Linked DNA regions of Mus musculus: all the other regions are linked to region 7. The links are chromatin contacts, called in public HiCAR-type and promoter capture Hi-C maps. All regions are on one chromosome and are shown on one strand. The core of a region is the stretch at or near the end of the contact, and the rest is flanking DNA. Distances in the headings are between cores, read along the strand shown.

Region 1 (2,700 bases), core at 111-2,610, 2.4 Mb before region 7:
CTTGGGCTTGCTCTCCAACTCATCGCGTCATCTGCTGGGTATGTGGAGTTACTGCCTCAGGCCGCCAGAGGGCGTCTCAGATGGAGCAGGGGGCGGGAACCTGGGCTCCTCGCGAAGACTGCAGCCTCCACGGCTGAGAGGCAGAGAGCCGGGAATCCCGGGTGTCAGTATTCCAGGAGTGAGATGAACGCCCATGGTACAAGCGGTCCACCATGGCCCACGGATCCTTCCTTCCGTGCCAACGCCTTCCGAGGTCCACACGGAGAAGGCGGACCCCAGGACGCGTCTGGAGCAGGTGCCTAACCCTGGACCTCTAGGGCCTGGGCGGAGAAGAGGACAGCGGAGCGTACAGGCGCCTAAGAGGGGCGCAGGGGCCCCAAGGCAGTAACCACGCCCCTCTAAGACCCCGCCTCCATGCCCCGCCCATCCCGCCCCCTCCCTACTGTGGTGGGAAACCCGGGGCCCTCCACAGCCACCGAGTCCCGCCATGCACGTTGCGCGGCTCCTACCTCTGCTGCTCCTGTTGGGGCAGCAGCTCCGGGCTGCCAGTGTCACAGAGCCGACGCTACCCACCGTGGTCCTTGCCATCCTGGCCCGCAATGCTGAACACTCTCTGCCCCACTACCTGGGTGCGCTGGAGCGCCTGGACTACCCCCGGGCCAGGCTGGCCCTCTGGTGAGAGATCCAGGGGTGGGTGCATATGGGCATCAAGCCCCAGGACCCAGGAAGGCTTTTGACCTGGAGGCCTCATTACTTCTGCCCAGACACAACCCGAACAAGCTCCTCCCTCCCAGACAGCCCTTCAACAGTATTCCTAGACCCCGCGGGGCAAGAATAGACCTCTGAGGCCAGGGTTCAGCCCAGGGACACTCACCCCTCCTTTGGGCTCCCTACATGTCTCGGGCGTCCCCGGCTTCCCGGGTTTCCCCTGGGTTTCAGTTAGGCCTGTCCTTTCTGACCTAGCCCTTGGGGCTCGGCAGTACATCGCAGTAAAGACCTGTGGTCTGCCTGATGTGCGGTAGAACAGACTGAACCTCTGGAATCCCCTGGGGCCCAGCATAGAAAGGATCAGTCAGACTGGAGGTTTCTAGAGAGCAGGTGGAGGGAACCCTCAGCTCCAGGCGGCATGCTCGGGTGCCCTTCTGAGTGGTACTGCTAAGCTTCTCTGGGTAGAGAGAGGGGCTGGCTGGTTCTGATAGCCAAGGGTGTGGTCTCATGGGACGCTGGGATCAGAGGTTGCAGTACCCTGTCTAAAAAAGTCAAAACAGGGAGGAGCCTGAGCAGAGGCTGGAGATAGAGTACTCCTCACAGCACACCAAAGTTGGGCTGGGGTGGAGCTGTGGCCTGGGGAGGCTGCCCACAGCCACCACACTTGGGGAGTTAGTTAGTTCCCACCCCTGTAAGACTTGACACGTAGTTCTGGGGAATTGGCTTAAAGGAACAGCATCGCCTAAAACCTGGGCTCTTGGCTAAGCCTTCCACCTCCATTACTAGAGCCCCCTCCCCAGCAGAGGGAAAGCTGTGCTCCATGGTAACAGAACTTGGATCACCACTAACACTTCTCAGGGGTTGTCGGAGCATGGTGTGAGCCTAATTACAGCTGGGGGGAGTTAGGTAAGGAGAGAAAGGCAATGACTGTTTTGTCTGATTCTGAGCTGGAAAAGGCCTGATGTGTGGAGCCATGAAGAGGGACGGAAGTGAAGGGACGTGGCAGGTGCAATCTTTAAGCTCAAGGGACTTTTCAAGTGCACTCAGGCCGAGGATGGCTCAGGGGTCAGGGGCTTGCTTGATGTGTACAAGTCTCTGGGTTCAATTCCCACAGTACAATGCACAAAATTAGAAGGACAGACGTGAAGCACAGAGAGGCATGGACCTTGCCTGAGGCTACACAGGACATCCTCCAGCACCTCCACTGGAGCGCACAACTCTGCCCCATCGCTCTCAGGACAGTCATTCTGTGTTGTGCTCACAGGTGTGCCACAGATCACAACATGGACAACACCACAGGGATGCTCCGGGAATGGCTGGCTGCTGTGGGTCGGGACTATGCGACTGTCGTCTGGAAGCCTGAGGAGGAGGCCAGGTGGTTAACCGAGGGCAAGGGTACTGGAAGATGGTGAACAGCTATTCCCCAGGGCACAGCCCCCAGAGCACGCATGTCTATTCTATGCAGAGAACGAGAGGCCCCTCTCTCAAGAGAGCATTTCACCTTTCTCCACTTCAGGTCCTACCCAGATGAACAGGGTCCCAAGCACTGGACCAAAGAACGGCATCAGTTTTTGATGGAGCTGAGGCAGGAAGCACTGGCCTTTGCCAGGGACTGGGGAGCTGACTACATCCTGGTAAGAAAGCCTGGCTACAGAGTATGGGGGAGGCCTCAGGACCTGCTTCCAATAAAGTCTGGTTATAACCAAACTGTCTATAGGACAGATCTTCTGAAGACTGAGCTGAGACCCCTGTATTTAAGCTCACACTAGATACTAAGCCTGGCTCCTTGTACAGGTCTTAGGTTATATGCTGTTCCTAGATTCCTGAGCTTTTGTATGCCAAGAGTATAAACTGAGCCTGGATCCCTGGATTAGAGCTCAGAATAGAATTTTTTTCCAATATTTTTGTTATGTTTGCTCACTGGGTTTTCGAGACAGGGTTTCTCTGTGTAATCCCGACTGTCCTGGAACTCATGCTGTAGACCAGTCTGGC
Region 2 (2,705 bases), core at 145-2,644, 2.5 Mb before region 7:
TCCTTCGAGACAGGGTTTCTCTGTATAGCCCTGGCTGTCCTGGAACTCACTTTGTAGACCAGACTGGCCTCAAACTCAGAAATCCGCCTGCCTCTGCCTCCCAAGAGCTGGGATTAAAGGCGTGCACCACAACCATGTGGCTGCACTCCAGTCTTGACTAAAATACAAGAAGGTTCTCTCCTTTCCTACAGTCTAGAGATGCTTTGCATTACAATAGCAAAGAGGAGCAGAGCCAAGGAAAACACAAGGCTGTAGGCAGAAGCTGTTTAAAATCTTCCCTCTCTAGGGAAGTTTGCCAAACCCTGGGCTAGAAATCTAACTCAGGCCAGGGATTTCCTCTAACATCACGGCCAGGGTCCTGTCTGACTCTGCCTTACCAAGTCTGTGGGTGGTGAGGGAGGGTACATTGGTGGCTCTGAGAGTCAACTTCTTCTCTTCACTGCCTTCCACAGGGCCTAGCAAGAAGCGAACACGCTGATCAGGAGCAGGAGGCTGCTGGGCATTGAGACCTAAGCACAAAAGAACACAGTCAGTACTTTTCCAACCCGCAAGAGAAGGGGTAGAGAGATGGTAGCATAGAAGATGGATTTGTGTATCGTAGAAAACGTACTATGACTCCTTCAGAAGCCAGGTATCATTAATTCCAGCACTGGGGAGGCAAGAGGCGGGCCTATCTCTGAATTCAAGGCCTGACTGATCTACAGAGTTATTTCCAGGGCAGCCAGGGGTATACAGAGAAACCATTCTCTAAAAAGTGAAGAACAAACAAACAAAACAAAAATCCTAGGTTGGAAGTGTAGCTCAATTCATGGAGTGTTTGCACAATACGCAAGACGCCCCGGGTTCCATCCCCAGCACCCTAATGGGAGGTGGTACTACACAGATGTAGTCTAAGACCTTGGGTAGTGAAGGCAGGACAGTCAAAAGTTCAAGGTTATCTTCATCTTACATAGCAAATTTGAGGCTACATGACAGTTTTTAAGAAAATAAAAGAAAGGAAAAAAAGGCAAAGAAAAAAATTGGTGTTTGAGGGTCGGGGTGGTGGTCACGCTTGTGATCCCAGCATCTGGCAGGTGGAGTCAGGAGAGTCAGAATTCTCAGTGCCTCACTGATTTCAAGGTCGGATTAATTAGAAAAGACCCTGTCTCAAAAGGCAAAAAAAAAAAAAAAAAAAAAAAAAGTTCAAATTCTAACTCTGTAACAGAAACCGCGAAAAAAAACCCAACACTATAGAATGAATTTCTCTAAAGGAAAATAGCGGAGAGTGGGTAGTAACGAAATGTGTACAAGAGAAAAAAAACAAACAAACAAGAAACAGCTACAACCCGGCAAACGAACCACGTGACCTCACTCCACATCAGAAAGAACTAAAGCAAAACCGTGGGTCCGCGTCGGAGTTCTCACCTTTAAGCAGTTGCAACTCCACGGTCTCACGCAAGTGCAGCCACTTCAGCCCCGGAGGTTTATAGACAGCGAAGAGCCCCTGCAGCCGAGCTAGGCCAGAAGAACCCATGGCTGGAACTCAGCGGTTCAACATCATCCAGAAGCGGGGATGCGGGCGGAAGTGCTGCGTGGTCCTTTCCCAAATGTGGTCCCTACTGTAGGTAGCCGCCTTGTTTCCTTGGCAGGAAGAGGTTCTTTTCTTATTGCCCTCCGGGGGGGAAATAAGAGATGGAGAAGAAAATAGGGCCGGATATCGAGCAACCGAATTCTCGGTTATGTTATTTTTGAATTCTTTTCAGGAGTTTTTTGTTTGTTTGTTTCTCATATATCCCAGGCTGCCCTCAAACTTGCTAAGTTGCCGAGAATTCATTACTTTTCTGTCTCCACTTTTCCAAGATCTGGAGTGACGAGTAATTCACATCAGGCTTGGTTTTTGAGACAAGGTCTCTAGTACTGCCTTCGTACTTAAGAAATAGCCAAGAAGGATCTCGAACTGATCCTACGGCCTCCAGGTTTCAAATGCTGGGTTGACAGGCCTACGTTATAAATAACGCCTGGCTCACAGCAGTTGTTTTACTTCAGTGGCAAACAGATCTTGTGGCTTTCCTTCTCATGCTCCTGTCCATATTACAACATCTCCGATCAAAAAGCCACAGTGAGTGCAGTGTCCCAGGAGTCTTTTGACTTCTCGGGCCTCCGTAGTACCTGCGGAGCCCCGCCTAACCACGCGGACGTCCGCTGCCATGGCGACCCTGCTGCTGCTTCGCTCCCTGCGCCTCCACCGCAGTCTTCGGCCCCGTACGCGGCCAGCTGTAGGTGAGCAGCTCTGATTCCAGTGTCCGCGGCGACCAGAGGGACCGGACTCCTCTCACCTTTACCTCTTTTCTGCTCGCAGATGTACCCCTCAGGGCCGGGAGCCATGGCGCCCGCCTGCTGTACCCGGACCACATCCCAACCACCCCGCTGCAAAAGATGCTGCTGGCTGCGGGCGCGGCGGGAATGGCTCTCTACAACCCCTATCGCCACGGTAAGACGGTTTACTCTTCGGTCTCGAAAGCTGGGACCGGTGAAGACTTGGTTTGTGGGCATCCAAACCTGGCTGCGCCTATCATATTTCCCAGGATCGTTTATGATAATCAGGTGCCTGATTCTAGCTAGAACTGTTTTGGGTCTTCTGGGCACAGGGAGGAGAGGAAGAAAGAAACGTGAAGTCTACAAGTCTGCCTTTTTGTAATTCTTGGAAGAGTGTCACCCTAGCATAT
Region 3 (2,700 bases), core at 107-2,606, 2.1 Mb before region 7:
CCATAAAGAAATGCTAAACACAACCCAAACCATCCAAGTGCTGAGCCTCAGCACAGACCATGGGCAAAACCCTGAGTCCACTCTCTAGCACCAAGGGTGAGAAAAAGTGAGTCTGCAGCTGCCTTTGAGAGCTCCTTCCAGGCAGCCAGGCAGGTGACAAGGAGCAGGACAAAGCCATGGCCACCCCTGCTGGTCCTCCCCACTCCCCAGAGACTCTCACTTGGTATCTTGGCCCTCCTCATCGAACACCACAATCTCATCCACACAGAAGATGGTGCAGGCTCTGGCGATCTGGCCAGCCAGGTAGGTGCGGAGCTCAGGTGACTGGGCATTGTCCAGGATGGAGCCTGGCAGGGCCACACTCAGAGTGTAAGGCCGTCCTAGCAGGGACAGGGGATGTTCCTGTCAGCCTGACAGGCTGTGGACCTTCCCTCCCTTGCATGTCCCCATGGCTCAGAGATTCAACTTACCTCACGACCCAGCTGCTTACCTTGGTTGCTCCTCTGGGCCGCCGCCTCTTCCTCCTCTTCCTGGCGTTTAGCCTCTTCCTCTTGGGCACGCTGCCGCTCCAGTTTCTTCATTATCTTGAGGTCCTTCCACTTCTTTTTCTCCTCTTTTTCTGGAGAATTATTGGAGGGAAAGGACTTGACATGGGGAGGAGAGTTCCTTCTCGCTGGGCTAGCCTAGGCTCTGGAGAGGCTGCCACCACTCACTTGGATACACTGAGACCCAAAGAGGGCTCGTCGGGCCATTAGCTGGTTTGTGGAAAGGGAGGGCTCAGTGCGCTTGCCCAACCCGGCCTCAGCTTTTTACTTACTCTGCTGTTTCCATTTTCGCCATTCAACCCTTTGGCCATGTTCACCCTGCAAGTAAGGAGGAAGATTGAGAGGCTGACCGGTCACACATAGGAGGGGCGCATCCCATCGGGCCTCCCGCCATCTGACTCTCTCAAACCAGGGTAGAAGTACACAGGGACTCGCCGTGCACAAAGCCTGGGATCAGATCCGGGAAGCTGAGGAATGAATCCCCATTGGGCAAAAGAAGAAACCGAGACAAGGGGAAGACAGGTATGGCCATAAAGTCGCCCTAGGAATCAGAAAATAAGCCAGGAGAGGACTCAAGACACCGTCGCCCCGCGAATGAATGTAGATCGGACCAGCTAACTCTGCAAGCTCAGGCTACGGGAGAGGGGCGAGGGGAGAGGAGAGAGCAGAAGACCCGGGCCGACACCACTGTGACACGCTGCAGATTCCAGGCCTAGCCCGGAACCCATCGGTCCGCACATACCGGACCACACGGACGCTTCCTCGGGCGCTCCGCCATGTTTCCAGGCCCACCGCGCGCCTGCCAGTTAGCCTCGCCTCTTCCGGCCACACCTCCGCGGAGCTGCCCAATCAGAGGCCCAGCGGAGAGTGGGGCGTGTCCTGGGTGCCAGGCTGAGGCGGAGCTCAGAAACGCCACGTGCGAGTGCGGAGGCTGCTGCGTTGGTACCCTGTCTCCAGGGCAACGAGTTCGCAGCACTACGCTGTCCGAACCCAGTAAGGCTCATGTGCCGCCCTTTCCATTGTTAGGTACCCTGGTGATATTTAGCTTCCATGTTTTATGTAAGGGCACCCTATTGGAAATTACAAAAGACTACCTTTATCCAGTTCATTTGCACTTTCTTTTTATTTATCCATTCAGTTTCCTGGGACTCCAGCTAAGGCCCGACGCGTGCTAAATTTAGTGCTCCACCAGTGAGCTATATTCCCAGCCTCGTCCAGACTTTATTCTTTTGGTTTTTTAAAAAGATTTATTTATTATTATACATAAGTACACTGTAGCTGTCTTCAGACGTGCCAGAAGAGGGCATCAGATCTCATTACGGATGGTTGTGAGCCACCATGTGGTTGCTGGGATTTGAACTCAGGACCTTTGGAAGAGCAATTGGTGCTCTTACCCGCTGAGCCATCTTGCCAGCCCCAGACTTTATTCTTTATCAGTTTAATTCATTTGTTTGCATGTAGTACTTTAAATTTTTTAAAAAAGAAATTGATACAGGGTCTTACTATGTAGCTTGGACTGACCTCAAACTCAATCTTCCATCAACCACCTGAGTGCTGTGATTGATTGATTGATTGATTTTTGGCAGCCCTGGATCAAATCCAAGGTCTCCAGCATGCAAATCACTGATCAACATTCTGTGTCTACTTTAAAATCATTTTAAGTAAAGAATGAGAAGATAGGACTGAAAGAAGTCCCTGCAGAAGACTTTTAGCTGCTGCTATAATAGCAGCCATTGTATCTGGCATGAATTCCAGAGGGATTGTACCTAGGGTTTGAAGAAGCCTTTTGTAAAGTTATTGATTGTTGTCTGAGGTTTTATGGGGTTGCTCTTCCAAGGATTCTCAGAGCCTTTGCATAACTTAGTCCTGAGACATACCTGACAAACCAGGATGTCTCCTGGGACTTGCTTAGGTATGCCTGGGAATGTAGGTTATGCCTGAGTATTGCTTAGGTAGGGTTCCTTCAGAGAAGCCTAGATAAGGTAGCAGGTTTTGGTATACAGAAATTGACTTGCTACAAGTACCTTTTGTGTAACAGTAAGGAGGGTCTGCAAAATGGTAAATATGTGAAGTTCAATGCCTGAGAGGATGAGCCCCTGCTGCTGAGAAGCCTAACAGGTCCTGCAGTGTCTCCTTTTCTTTGCTCTCCTGTATA
Region 4 (2,841 bases), core at 72-2,571, 2.1 Mb before region 7:
CTTGATTTCCTTGCCACCCACTCTGCCTCCTTCATTCAGACCCAAGCGGGTTCTCTTGCCACCACAGGATCTTTGCGCCTGCTGCTGAATGCTGAGCCCCCAGAAAGCTGTAATGACTTTCTACCTCACTCATCTCTGCTCAGACAGAAACCTCATTAGAGACCTTCCCTGACCATTCTATACAGAGGTCCCAGTCTCTGCTTCGTGACACCTATTACTATCAAACATGTTGTACGTTTATTTACTGAATAAGGCAAAGCACATCGACCCTTCATACCTAACAAGAACCTCTTGGTCAAAGCATAGCTTCTGTGACCCCCCTTTCAATGCTATCTCCACCGGTCACTCTAACTTGAAGCCTGTAGAGAACCATTCTGTCAGAAACATCATTGAGTTAGCTTTTCCCAGGCATTAGGCACCACTACCCCCAACCCTCTGCTCCCCCTCCCGTCTCTGTCATACACACAAGGCACAAGCAAACCCGGGGAAGCTTTGACTGGTTAAAGAGCAGCTAAATCTACCCAGAGCTAGCCAGAGCGGTCAGTTTTAGTTTCACCTCACCTATGGGAGCCATTGATCTTCAGCAAGCCCACCCGCTCTTTTCCGACCCTGTTGCACTATCTTGTACCTTGGCATCGCATTTTGGGAGCTGATCCAGGAGCCAAGCCATCCCTAAGCTTTTAAGTAGCACGGCTTCGGGGGTTGGGAGAAGACCTAAACTCATCCAACAGGTAGGAGGGGCAGAGGCTGGCCTCCTAAGCCCTACGTTGAGCCCCCATTTTGCAAGGGCGAGCGTCGTTCTCATTCTAGAGAGAGCTCAATTTTCAAGGCAAAATCCTCAGACCTGGGTGGCAGGCGACGAGCGCCATCCCACCACTAGCCTGTGGTGGACCTCTGCAAGGAGTCGCAGCGACAATGCTTAGACCCTGAGACAGGGTGAAGAAAAGGATGCAGGTACGTCTCTTGGCTCGGCATTTAGGACGTACCCTAGGAGGGGGCGGCCCTCAACGGGGAGACAGGATGCTTCGCAGGCTTACAAGCGGAGGCTGCGGCCCGGGGGAATCGGCGGCCAAAGCGCCGCAGGAGGTCGGATCCGGTCCGGGTCCGGGTCGGCGGGGCGGGGCGGGGCAGGGCGGGAATGCTGCGACCGGAGCCCCGGACGGAGGCCGTTCCCTTGCCCTCGGGCCGCCGGCTGCTTGGCTCCGGGCCCAGCCCCTCCCCCCGATCCTGTTCCGAAGGCTTGGAGAGCCTGTGGCTGCGGGTGTGCTGTCAACAAAGCGTCACTTCCGGGCCGCCCCTTAGCAGCAGAGGAGGGGTTCTCTCGTCTTGTCCCGCCGCGAACGTGGGCGGAGGCGGCTGAAGGTTCCGGGTTCTCTGGGCTGCTCCTGCCCAAGCTGAGGCCCCAGTCTCCACGTTAGCTTCCAGGGTTCCTTCTAGCGAGGGGCTAACTCGCAGGAGCAGGTTCAGGACAGGATTGACTCCATCTTACCTAGTTAGTGCTGACTCACCCGGTGCCCAACCCGACGTCTTTTGGGCGGTCTCTAAGCAGCCACCACATTGCCCCTCAAAATGTGCTCCTCCTTCTTTCCTTCACGAAAAGGGCCATTCACCCAGGAGCTGTCAGATAGCAGGAGTGAGGCTGTTCTTGGCCACTGCGTTTTCTTCTAGTCACCAAGGATCTCTTAACAGTTGTTTCTCTCTTCCTCCAATAGTGCCCTACTGTCCATCATTTTATCTTTCAAAAATATTATTTTAATTATGTACATAAGTGTATATGTGCTTATGCACGTGACGGCAGCTGCCTGCTGAGGACAATAGCCCCGGAGCCCATGAAGCTGAAGTTACAGGTAGTTGTAAGCCCCACAAACGTAGGAACCGAACAAGCTCTCTGGTCTATACTTCCTTTTCATTTTAAGATTTTTTTCCCATTTATTTATATGTGTGCATGCATATGCACATGTGCAGGAGATCAGAGCACTGTTGGCTGGAGAGGGTTCTCTACACCAGCCACGTTGGTTTCAGGGATCAAATTCAGTCCTCACCATGCTTGTACCAAGCACCCTTACATGCTGGGCCATCTCACTGGCCCCATCACCATTTCTTCTCTTGATTTCTACCATAGCCTCCGAACACAAATCCCTTCGTTCCTTCTGCAGTCTCACAATCAGGGCATCCAGACTTTTCATCTACCTTCTCTCCTTACCCAGTCCCTCAGTAAATTGTTTCCTTCTGGTCTCCTGTCCAGAACGTTCACAGTTGAAATCAGTGTGGGCTCTTTGCATCTCTGTCATTCTAAGCTCAAACAATCAGGCAGTAGGCTTAAACATTTTTCTTACTGCCCTCCACATCTGGTAAACTAACAACACTTTTTGCTTAAGGAATGCCCTGGAGTGAGGTTAGAGAGAAAGAAGGGAGGGGATGTGGAGGCTCAAACCCAGGTCCTGTGGCAGACAGGAATTCTATCATTGAGCGCGCGCACACACACACACAAAATACTATACATACACCTTAATCTTAGCACTCAGGAAGCAGAGATAGGCAGATTCCGTTAGTTTAAGCTAGTTCCATGACAGCCAAAACTACACAAAATAACCATGTCTCTAAAACAAAAAACAAAACAAGAAAAGGAGAAAAAATAAAAGAAAAGAGAAAGTAGATACCTTAAGTAGGAAGGTAAATAACTCAAAATAGGTTCAGGAAGTCCCTGAAACTAACCAGATTCACTAAGACCCTCCCTGCCAGAGAAAAGAATAAAAAGTTGAGAGTTCTTAGTCAAGCTGAGCTGCAAAGAAGATACTGAGACCAGACCAGCTACATGTAAGAAGAGGAAACAAGCTGAGC
Region 5 (2,700 bases), core at 23-2,522, 2.2 Mb before region 7:
TGCAATTAATTCACCGACTTGAGCATAAGGTGCACCACCAGGAAGGCCTAGCTGAATTTCCTGGAGTTGAGATGGAAACTTGGAGGAGCACATTTGTATTCTCTCACCATGGACTGTATATATATATATATATATATATATATATATATATATATATATATATATATATATATATGATGTATTTTACATTTATTGTCTACCCACCATGAATGACTTGACTTAAAGCCACATTGCTTTATGTATAAGAGCTGATAATAAAACGGGAATACTGAGAGTATGGATAGTTCAAGCTCTAGTGGTAGAGGAACCAGGTAGAGAGCTTTCTGGATTTCCAGGACCACGTGTTGGGATCCAGGTAGACAGAGAACTATCTTTTCAAGTCCTGAAAAACAGTGTTTAACCATTAAATCCCTCCGACATAGTGCTTAAGGACTTTTTAATAATCTAAAGCTGTTTTTGTTTGTTTGTTTGTTTGTTTTACTGTTTTAGCCTTTGACTTTTAAACATTTCCCCATTTGTCATCACCAAAAATGTGCTTCCCTCACCACTGAGATCAGGACACCTGTACGAAGTTGAGCAGAAGGACCTGTGGCAGAAAGGTCCTTCCTACAGTCAGAGAACTTTCCTGTGGTTCTTTTGAGTGTGAATATGTAACAGATTTTTAAAAATTCAGAACCGAGGGCAGAGGCTTGAATTGGCCCATGCATAAACCCGGTCCCGCGTGTAAACTGGATAGAGGAACTGCTTGCGTGTGGCTCTGCACAGCAGCCTAGAGTTTGAGTCCCCAGCTTCTCCATCTAGAAAAAAATGAAGGTGCCCGGGTGCAGAACTCAGGCGCCTGATTGTAGCCAGGGTACTCCTAAGGCCTGTACTTTTGAGGGGCTGCGCGCGCCCCCTCTCCAGAGCCCCCAGCCGCCCCGCTAAGGGAAGCCACTGAGCCACCACGTGATGGAGTATTGGGGAACGGAGGCCCCGCCTCTCAAGTCACCGCGCGGCGCGCAAATGTCCCGGGTCGGCTGGAGAAGGGGAGAGCGGGGGAGGGGAGCACCGCGCGGGGGCAGGACCATGCGTCGCTGAGCCGCTTCCTCCCGCCTCTCGTCCAGGCCCCAGTGTCCCCACCGCCGCCGCCGCCACCCGCCACGGCCCCGCCCCCTGCCCCGCGGCCGCGGCCAATCGCTGTACGGCGCGAGCCTCTCCGGCCGGGGGCGGGACTTGCGCAGGCCCGGCGCGCCTGCGCTCTGCGGCCTGCCCCTCGCCGGGAAGAGGAGGAGGTGGTGGTGGAGGAGGTGGAGGAGGAGGAGGAGGCGGCTCAGGGCAATCCAGAAGCGAGCCGGAGCGCGGGGCGCGAGTCGAGGAGCCCAGCCGAGCCGCCGCCGCCTCCCCGCCTTCAGCGAGAGCCCCGGCCGGGGGCTCGCCACAACGCGCCCGGGCCTGCCTCCGCGTCAGGCCCCGCGGGCAGTGCCAGGCAGCCAGGGGGAGGGCAGGCAAGTGAGCGCCGGGAGGAGGCGGCCGGAGCGAGCGGGCGCCGCGCGTGTGGCGTGAGGGGAAGCCGCTGGCCGCCCCCTTGGCCGTCCCTTCGCTCCCCCTCCCCGCTCCCCGCCCCGATCGCGGAGGGCACCATGTCTGCGCCGACGGCCAAAGCCAGTAAAAAGGAGCTCAACTCCAATCACGACGGGGCCGACGAGACCTCAGGTGAGGACCGGGCGCGGCGGGGGCCCGGCCGCGCCGCCATCTTTCGGCCCGGACCGCGGGGCTGCGGGGGGCGCGCGGGGGCCGGAGAGCCGGCGCCTTTTTTGTGTGCGGCCCGGGACCGGGGGGCCGGGGTGGCGCCGTGGCGGTGAGCGGTGCGGCCGAGGCGGGGGCGCTGCGGCCTGCGCGGCGGGCGGAGACCCCCCCTTCCCCCCGCCCGCGCTCTCCTCCCCCTCCCTCCCTCCCGAGAAGCCTCTCTTTATTGTGCTCCGCCATGATGCCTCGCTCCCATCAGCCGCCACCGCCGCCACATGGTGCGGCCGGACGCAGCCTTGCGGCCGGGCCTCTAGTGCCGCCCTGCTTCCCGCCCTGAGCCGGCGCTACCGCGGAACCGGGAACCGGGGTTTGGGGCGGGGTAGGGGCGCGGAGCCGGCGGGAGGATGCTCCAGGCTGCGCGGGTTGCGCACCCCACGTGGGGCAGCCACACTCGGGCGCGCCGGGGGTGCGAGGAATCTGGCCCCGAGGCCGTATGATGCAGGGGCTTCAGGGGCCTTTAGGACGCCTAGCCCTCGCCTGGAGGGTCGTTTCGAGCCCAGGACAGCTGCAGAGCCCGGGCTGGTTACCGGAAATGAGACGCGCGATCGGGCCCCTTCACGCCCACTTGGCTTTGTAAAAGCCTTCACAACCCTCGGACAAAAGGGCACGAAATAGGAGCACACCCCCTCTCCTTTTTATGGCTCCAAGTTTTTGAGTAGGGTTTTCCCACGAAGTGTCCTGAAATACTGCACGGCCGTATATGATGACCAATCTCATCAAGAATGGGTTGAAGGAGTAAGGTCAGGTTTACATTCTAAGTCTGAGAAGACGACTCCGGGAAGTTTGGTGACTAACTGGTCTTTGTCGGTGTATATTGATAATCATAACAAATTGAGAGCACTTTAAATTTTTTTAAAGCAGTTATAACAGTTGATAGTATCCTAATTTGTTTTATGGCCATGGACTAGTTTCCAC
Region 6 (2,751 bases), core at 60-2,559, 2.4 Mb before region 7:
GGAACTCACTTTGTAGACTAGGCTGGCCTCGAACTCAGAAATCCATCTGCCTCTGCCTCCCAAGTGCTGGGATTTAAGGCATGTGCCACCACCATCCGGTTCAGTGTACTGGTTTTTGCCTGAATATATGTAACTGGAACTGGAGTTAAAGTTGAGGACTGCCATGTGGGTGCTGGGAACCAACCCTGGGTTCTCTAGAATAGTAGCTAGTGCTATTAACCTCTGGGCCATCTCTGTAGTCCACTATTTTATGTATTGAGGCAGGGTCTTTCTGGAACTCAGAGCTTGCTCATTGGCTAGTGTAGGTTGCCAGCTTGCCCTGAGGAAGCCATCGTCACCTCCCTAGCTCTGGTATTGCCATGCTAACCATCATTTCACTTGGGTTGGGGATCTTATCTTTGATCTTTACACTTGCCCAGCAAGTACTTTATCAGATGAGCCATCTCCACAGCCCTAGCGTTTTTTTCACAAATCTCTATAATTCTAATTTTCTAACATCGGAAAATTTATTTCAGTTTAGGATTTCACATTTATTAGCATGGTTTGTACATTTGATTACGGCTGTCTCCCCGTCTCCCTGCTACACGGAGAGACCTAGAGACAAGAACTTCAGTTACAGCCGTTATTACTGACTCTCCACAGGACCAATCTGCCAGACACATTGTTAACTCAGTAACCGTGGAGTAGAAGACATACAATTCATCATCTGACACAGATGTTTGCATAGTAAGATGGCAGCTCCGGAGAGAGACAACAGGGTCAGAAACAAGAATTTGGAGTTACCTCGTTTTACTCCCTTAAGCGATGTTAGCTGGGTTGACAGGGTTCTTGTTTGTGGGTTCTTTGTTGTTTTTGGTTTTGTTTTGTTTTTGAACCCTGGGTGTCCTGTAATTCCCTACGTAGATCAGGCTGGCCTGGCACTCACATAATCCACCGTCTCTGCCTTTCTGAGGGCTAGGATTAACGGCGTGTGCCACCATGCGTGGCTTAAAAACAGATTTGTAGCCAATGAAAGATCAACAGTACGTGGCTCACAATCATGTCATCGGATGCTGATGAATTTCCCCTTAGACGTCTTTCTTCAGGAAGTCCCTTCCTGCTCGGTTTTTTTTTTTTTTTTTTTGGCCAGGTCCGCAAATAATGTAGACAATCAATTCCGCAGCCCACTGAGCGGGTGCCTTCGTCCAATAGCTGAGCAGTAACGAACGGATTTCGCCCCACCCCGTACCGCCTCTTCCGTTTACGCTTCCTGGTGGCGACCGGAAATAAACGGGCGCTCCGGAAGTTAAAGGGCGTGTCCTGCTAGTTTGGTTTCCTAAACATGGCGGCGCCCTTATGTGTGAAGGTGGAGTTCGGGTGAGTGAGATCTGGGGCGCCTTGGGGATGGAGCGAAGCCATAAGGCTCGGAATTCCGGACCTCTCTTGGCCTGCCGAGGCTGTGTCGCCCTCCGAGAGCCGGGATAATCCCCTGGCCTCTGACTGACGCGGTCTCTGTGGGTGACGAGGCCGTGAGTCCGAGAGTTGAGGCGCACACACGGGTAGGGAGATGCGTTTGGAATCCTTCGCCTTGCTCTGTATCATGTAGGACTGGGAGGCATTGACAGTGAGCAGGCGGTCTTCCGGCATGTTTCACCCGTGCCATTCCGAGCCCGACTCGCCTTGTCTGGTTTTTGAGCTTCTAAGGGGAGCGCACGAGTAGAGACGAACCCTGCTGAATAATCTCAGTTCTGTCTTCCCGCCTAGTGCCTTCCTAGGGGAAGTCTTGGCCAAGACAGGACCTTCCTCTTTCTCAAACCTTGTGTGTGTGTGTGTGTGTGTGTGTGTTTTCGAGACAGGGGTCCTCTCTGTTTGGCTGTCCTGGAACTCACTCTGTAGATCAGGCTGACCTCGAACACAGAAATCCGCCTGTCTCTGCCTCCCAAGTCCTGGGATTAAAGGCGTGGGCCACCACCGCCCGGCATACCTTGGAGTTTTAATTAGATTTTAATCTTTTGCAAAGTAGTTTGGTAAGTGTCTTCTGCAGAGTCCAGAGGAGCTACCGGGGTAAATAAGCTGCCACGGAGGGAGTGACTAACATTGGTAGTATATTATCCTTACTGTGAAAAGGTTCAGAATCCGGGTACACATCACTACTTGAAGGAACACGGGGAAAAGTGAAGATTGTCTCAAATCACCATTGTGTTCTTCCAACACACAGAATGCTTGTCATGGTTTCAAAACCTGCAGAAGACAGACTTCTTCGGAAGCTGAGAACAAAGAACTGAGGCTTCTAGAGATGGGTGGTTGGTTTCTAGAATCTTATGGAAAAGCTAGGGGTGTGTGTGTGTTTGTGTGTGTGTGTGTAGATGAAGAAGCCAAGGTTGAAGTGAAGGGAAACTCAAGGGTAGAGAGAGATGTAAAATTCCTTCCAAATGCCTTTCTTCGCCTTGGATGCCCCCCATTCCTTTCATGTTGTCCCTTCACTAGGCAGTTCATTCACCAGTCATTTATTGAGTGCCTACCATGTGCCAGGCAGTGAGCCAGACACCAAGGATACAAAGATAAATAGCACTCTGTCTAGTCCCTGCAGTGTTCAGCATTTCTGTCCCTTGGAAGGGAGTAGTCTCATGAATGTTAAGTGCAGTTTAATTGATGATATTGTCTTGCTGCTTGGATCCAATTAGGTTGGTCTGGCTTCCTGACTGCTTTACCTCTTCGAACCTTAGCCCAGCTAACACGGTATCCTCCCACCTCCCAAACTGGGCTATGAGG
Region 7 (2,700 bases), core at 138-2,637:
GGAGGAGGACCACCTCTGCCCAAGGGCAGCGCAGCTGGGAGCCAGGGGTGCTGAGGACCCCACAGCACACCCCAGGATGAAGGGTAAGGTTGTCCCACCAGAAACTGGAACAAAGACTTTCTGATTGGCTGACACTGGGGGAAAGAGATCATTTGAGCCTCTGCTCCTCTGTATCTGGCAAAACAAAGTTAAGAGTCCTATTCTCTGACCTTCAGGAGTCCCTAGGAAAGCTTAAACCTTCAGGAACACAGGCCCCTACCAGGCCAGGAAGCTCCAAGGCCTGAGCCCCAGATTAACCTCTGTTTCTACAACTGGCCTCCCTGAAGACTGACTGCCCCGAGACAGCTTGGGGAATCCAAAGGTCAGGCAGGCGGTAGGTAGGGTGTACAAAGGGCTCCTCAGCAACAAGGTGCCAGGCAGAGATTTCAACACATCAAGAAGCGATCCTCAACATCTCCTGGCTCCTCCTTCCTAAGTGGCTCTAGCAAAAATCTTGAGTCACTCCAGGCTCATGGAATTCAGCAAACCCTACCTTTCTGTGGGCCCACTACCAAGGGAAATGAGGGTAATGTTTCACGGAGCCCCATTGCTGCTGCATTCAATCCCCGCCCCCCTTGGCAGTTGGTGTCCAGCAGTTCTCTCTGGACAGCCTCAGTCTGGCACTTTGCATCCTATGTACACATCCCTGGACAGCCTCGGTGGCAGTCTGCATCCAACAAACATCTCCTACAGCCCTGGTCCAGCAGTCTGCATCCATACACATCTCTGTATCTGTCTGGCAGTCTGCAATCTCTGTAGAGCCCATATCTCACAGCAGTTTATCCTCTACCCCCAGCTCTCCAGGCAGACATTCTCCAGGTACCTGGGTGGTCAAAATTGTACTGTCCCTTCAAAGCCTTGGCCTTCTGCTCGGCCGTCAGAACCTTGTAGAAGCAGTCCTGGCTCAGGATGACCAACTTGCGCTGCCGGCGGTCCACTTCGTTCTGTCCCAGCAGCTCCATGATCTTCTCACACACTGTTGACTGGGGACAGAAGGTGCCAAAAGTGAGCTTGTGCACTGAGTGACCCGCCAGCCCCTGGGGACGACCCCCTTAGCTGCTAGCAACAGGTGCCGCGGTTGGGCCAGAGGCAATGGCGCCCCAACCAGCGGCCTGGCAATCCCTCCGCGAGGCCCAGGCGCAGGGCGCTCACCTTGCCACTAGCGGTGCCGCCGCTCACGCCGATGAGGAACGGCCGCGGCTGGGGACGATCGGCCTCGGGCGCGGCGCTCTCCGAGCCGCCGCCTCCCGCCGAAGCCATATCCGGAGCGACGGACATACATTCACCGACTCTGCCCGCTCCCGCCTGGACGTAGTGACGGATGCTGTGCGCATCGCTTCCGGGGACATGAGCGCATGCGCGCATGAGGCGCGGCACTCAAGGCCGTGTCCCTGAAGAGCCTCAGTGACTCCAGAATGACCCCTTTACCTGGAGGCGGGGCCTGGATGGGGCTCCACCTCCCGACGAGACGCACACTCAAGTGCTGGACTAGACCAAGGTCTCCAGCCCACTGACCCCTATTTCCCTAGCACAGCCGAGATCCTGTCACCCACAGGGTTAGGACCGTCCCTGCCTTATGCTTAACCCCATCAGTGCCTCCTGCCACGTGAGAACGTGTCATCCTGAGACACTTAGGAAGACCTCCCTCTCCCTGGCGCATTATTTAAGTATCTATGAATCTGTTAAAATCTCTTGATTTTTAGACAGATTCTTACCGCATAGCCCTTGCTGTCTGGTACTCTGAAGCCCAGGCTGGCCCCAAACATTCTCCTGCCTCAGCCTTCTGAGGGTGGGAGTAACAAGCATGTACCACCATGCCTGGCTTTTTAAAAAAAGGAAATATTTATAATAATTTTATTTATATGTGCTTGTGTGTGTGTTATGGGTCTGTGCACATGACTGAAGTGCCTGGGGAGTGTCAGATCCCCATAAGGCTGTAGTTACAGGCAGTTGTGAGCTGCCCATTTTAAATGCTGGGAACTGAACTCTGGTCCTATGCAAGAGCAGTACACTTTTTTTTTTTTCCACTTTACTTTATATGTATGGCTGTTTTACGTGCCCGTGTTTTTGTACCACATGCTTGGAGTTCCCACAGCGACCAGAAGAGGGAGTCGGTTCCCTCTGGTAGTGAACTTTCTAACAGTTAAAAGCTACCAGTAGGTACTGGGAATTGAAACTAGGCTTCTGGAAGAGCAGTCACTCCAACTCTCACTCCAACTCCAACAACCTGGCTTTTAAATTCTGTTGTTGTTGTTGTTGTTGTTTTGCTTTCTTTATGACAAATGTCTCATTGCGTAGCCCAAGCTGGCCTAGAACTTGCAAAGGAGATACGAATGGCTCTGAACTCACAGTGAGAGACCTCCTGCTTCTGCCTCCTGAGTACTAAGAATAAAGGCGTGCGCCATCATGCCTGGTCTTCAATTCTTCCTGTGAGCATTGATTGCTCCTGACGTTCATTTGCTATGAATACTTAGGGGGTTGAGAAATGGGGTGGAGCACTTACCTGGACGCTGCTGGACTCTCCAGTCTTGCTGCCTGCCTCGAGCAGAGGTGCTGCCAGTCCACCAGCCCAACTGCTTTTATGTCAGCACAGACTTGAAGCACTTGGTTGAGGCCTTAAGACAACCATGGAGTGGCCAGAGCTCCTGAAAGACCCAGCCT

Evidence for each region. Promoter capture Hi-C pulls out the DNA fragments that hold promoters and counts their contacts. HiCAR-type assays count read pairs that join an accessible place to other places. Capture Hi-C pulls out chosen DNA fragments and counts their contacts.
Region 1: a promoter capture Hi-C map of pre-B cells shows a contact between it and region 7, with 4 times the contacts expected there. The contact joins the promoter of 2600006K01Rik here to the promoter of Uck1 in region 7.
Region 2: a contact with region 7 is called in a promoter capture Hi-C map of liver, with 3 times the contacts expected there. The contact joins the promoter of Coq4 here to the promoter of Uck1 in region 7. A contact is called at or near these places in 1 of 39 promoter capture datasets (liver) and 2 of 9 other capture datasets (adipose tissue and liver).
Region 3: a contact with region 7 is called in a promoter capture Hi-C map of liver, with 6 times the contacts expected there. The contact joins the promoter of Spout1 here to the promoter of Uck1 in region 7. A contact is called at or near these places in 2 of 39 promoter capture datasets (hippocampal neurons and liver) and 1 of 115 datasets of contacts at active chromatin or transcription factors (embryonic forebrain).
Region 4: a promoter capture Hi-C map of liver shows a contact between it and region 7, with 5 times the contacts expected there. The contact joins the promoter of Zer1 here to the promoter of Uck1 in region 7. A contact is called at or near these places in 2 of 39 promoter capture datasets (liver and pre-B cells), 1 of 484 Hi-C or Micro-C datasets (B cells) and 2 of 115 datasets of contacts at active chromatin or transcription factors (astrocytes and double positive thymocytes).
Region 5: a promoter capture Hi-C map of pre-B cells shows a contact between it and region 7, with 7 times the contacts expected there. The contact joins the promoter of Set here to the promoter of Uck1 in region 7. A contact is called at or near these places in 2 of 39 promoter capture datasets (erythroid cells and pre-B cells) and 1 of 115 datasets of contacts at active chromatin or transcription factors (embryonic forebrain).
Region 6: a contact with region 7 is called in a HiCAR-type map of astrocytes, with 6 times the contacts expected there. The contact joins the promoter of Urm1 here to the promoter of Uck1 in region 7. A contact is called at or near these places in 1 of 39 promoter capture datasets (liver) and 1 of 115 datasets of contacts at active chromatin or transcription factors (astrocytes).

Annotation. Positions count from the first base shown.
Region 1 is chr2:29,869,051-29,871,750 of GRCm38.p6, forward strand. 2600006K01Rik (a long non-coding RNA gene) reads right to left here and starts at 1,361. Exons shown (of 3, transcript XR_003954007.1): 1 at 510-1,361; 2 at 1-320. It overlaps Cercam (cerebral endothelial cell adhesion molecule), which reads left to right and starts at 444. Exons shown (of 12, transcript NM_207298.2): 1 at 444-675; 2 at 1,973-2,083; 3 at 2,225-2,342. The coding sequence starts at 488.
Region 2 is chr2:29,786,099-29,788,803 of GRCm38.p6, forward strand. Coq4 (coenzyme Q4) reads left to right here and starts at 1,395. Exons shown (of 7, transcript NM_178693.5): 1 at 1,395-2,259; 2 at 2,339-2,470. The coding sequence starts at 2,187. Trub2 (TruB pseudouridine (psi) synthase family member 2) reads right to left here and starts at 1,573. Exons shown (of 8, transcript NM_145520.5): 1 at 1,405-1,573; 2 at 378-509. The coding sequence starts at 1,513.
Region 3 is chr2:30,177,103-30,179,802 of GRCm38.p6, forward strand. Spout1 (SPOUT domain containing methyltransferase 1) reads right to left here and starts at 1,357. Exons shown (of 12, transcript NM_172660.4): 1 at 1,288-1,357; 2 at 818-863; 3 at 491-619; 4 at 221-380. The coding sequence starts at 1,323.
Region 4 is chr2:30,123,290-30,126,130 of GRCm38.p6, forward strand. It overlaps Zer1 (zyg-11 related, cell cycle regulator), which reads right to left and starts at 1,322. Exons shown (of 16, transcript NM_001290503.1): 1 at 987-1,322.
Region 5 is chr2:30,065,202-30,067,901 of GRCm38.p6, forward strand. It overlaps Set (SET nuclear oncogene), which reads left to right and starts at 1,273. Exons shown (of 8, transcript NM_001204875.1): 1 at 1,273-1,692. The coding sequence starts at 1,620.
Region 6 is chr2:29,826,080-29,828,830 of GRCm38.p6, forward strand. Urm1 (ubiquitin related modifier 1) reads left to right here and starts at 1,310. Exons shown (of 5, transcript NM_026615.4): 1 at 1,310-1,356. The coding sequence starts at 1,322.
Region 7 is chr2:32,258,718-32,261,417 of GRCm38.p6, forward strand. It overlaps Uck1 (uridine-cytidine kinase 1), which reads right to left and starts at 1,388. Exons shown (of 7, transcript NM_011675.2): 1 at 1,192-1,388; 2 at 863-1,022. The coding sequence starts at 1,317.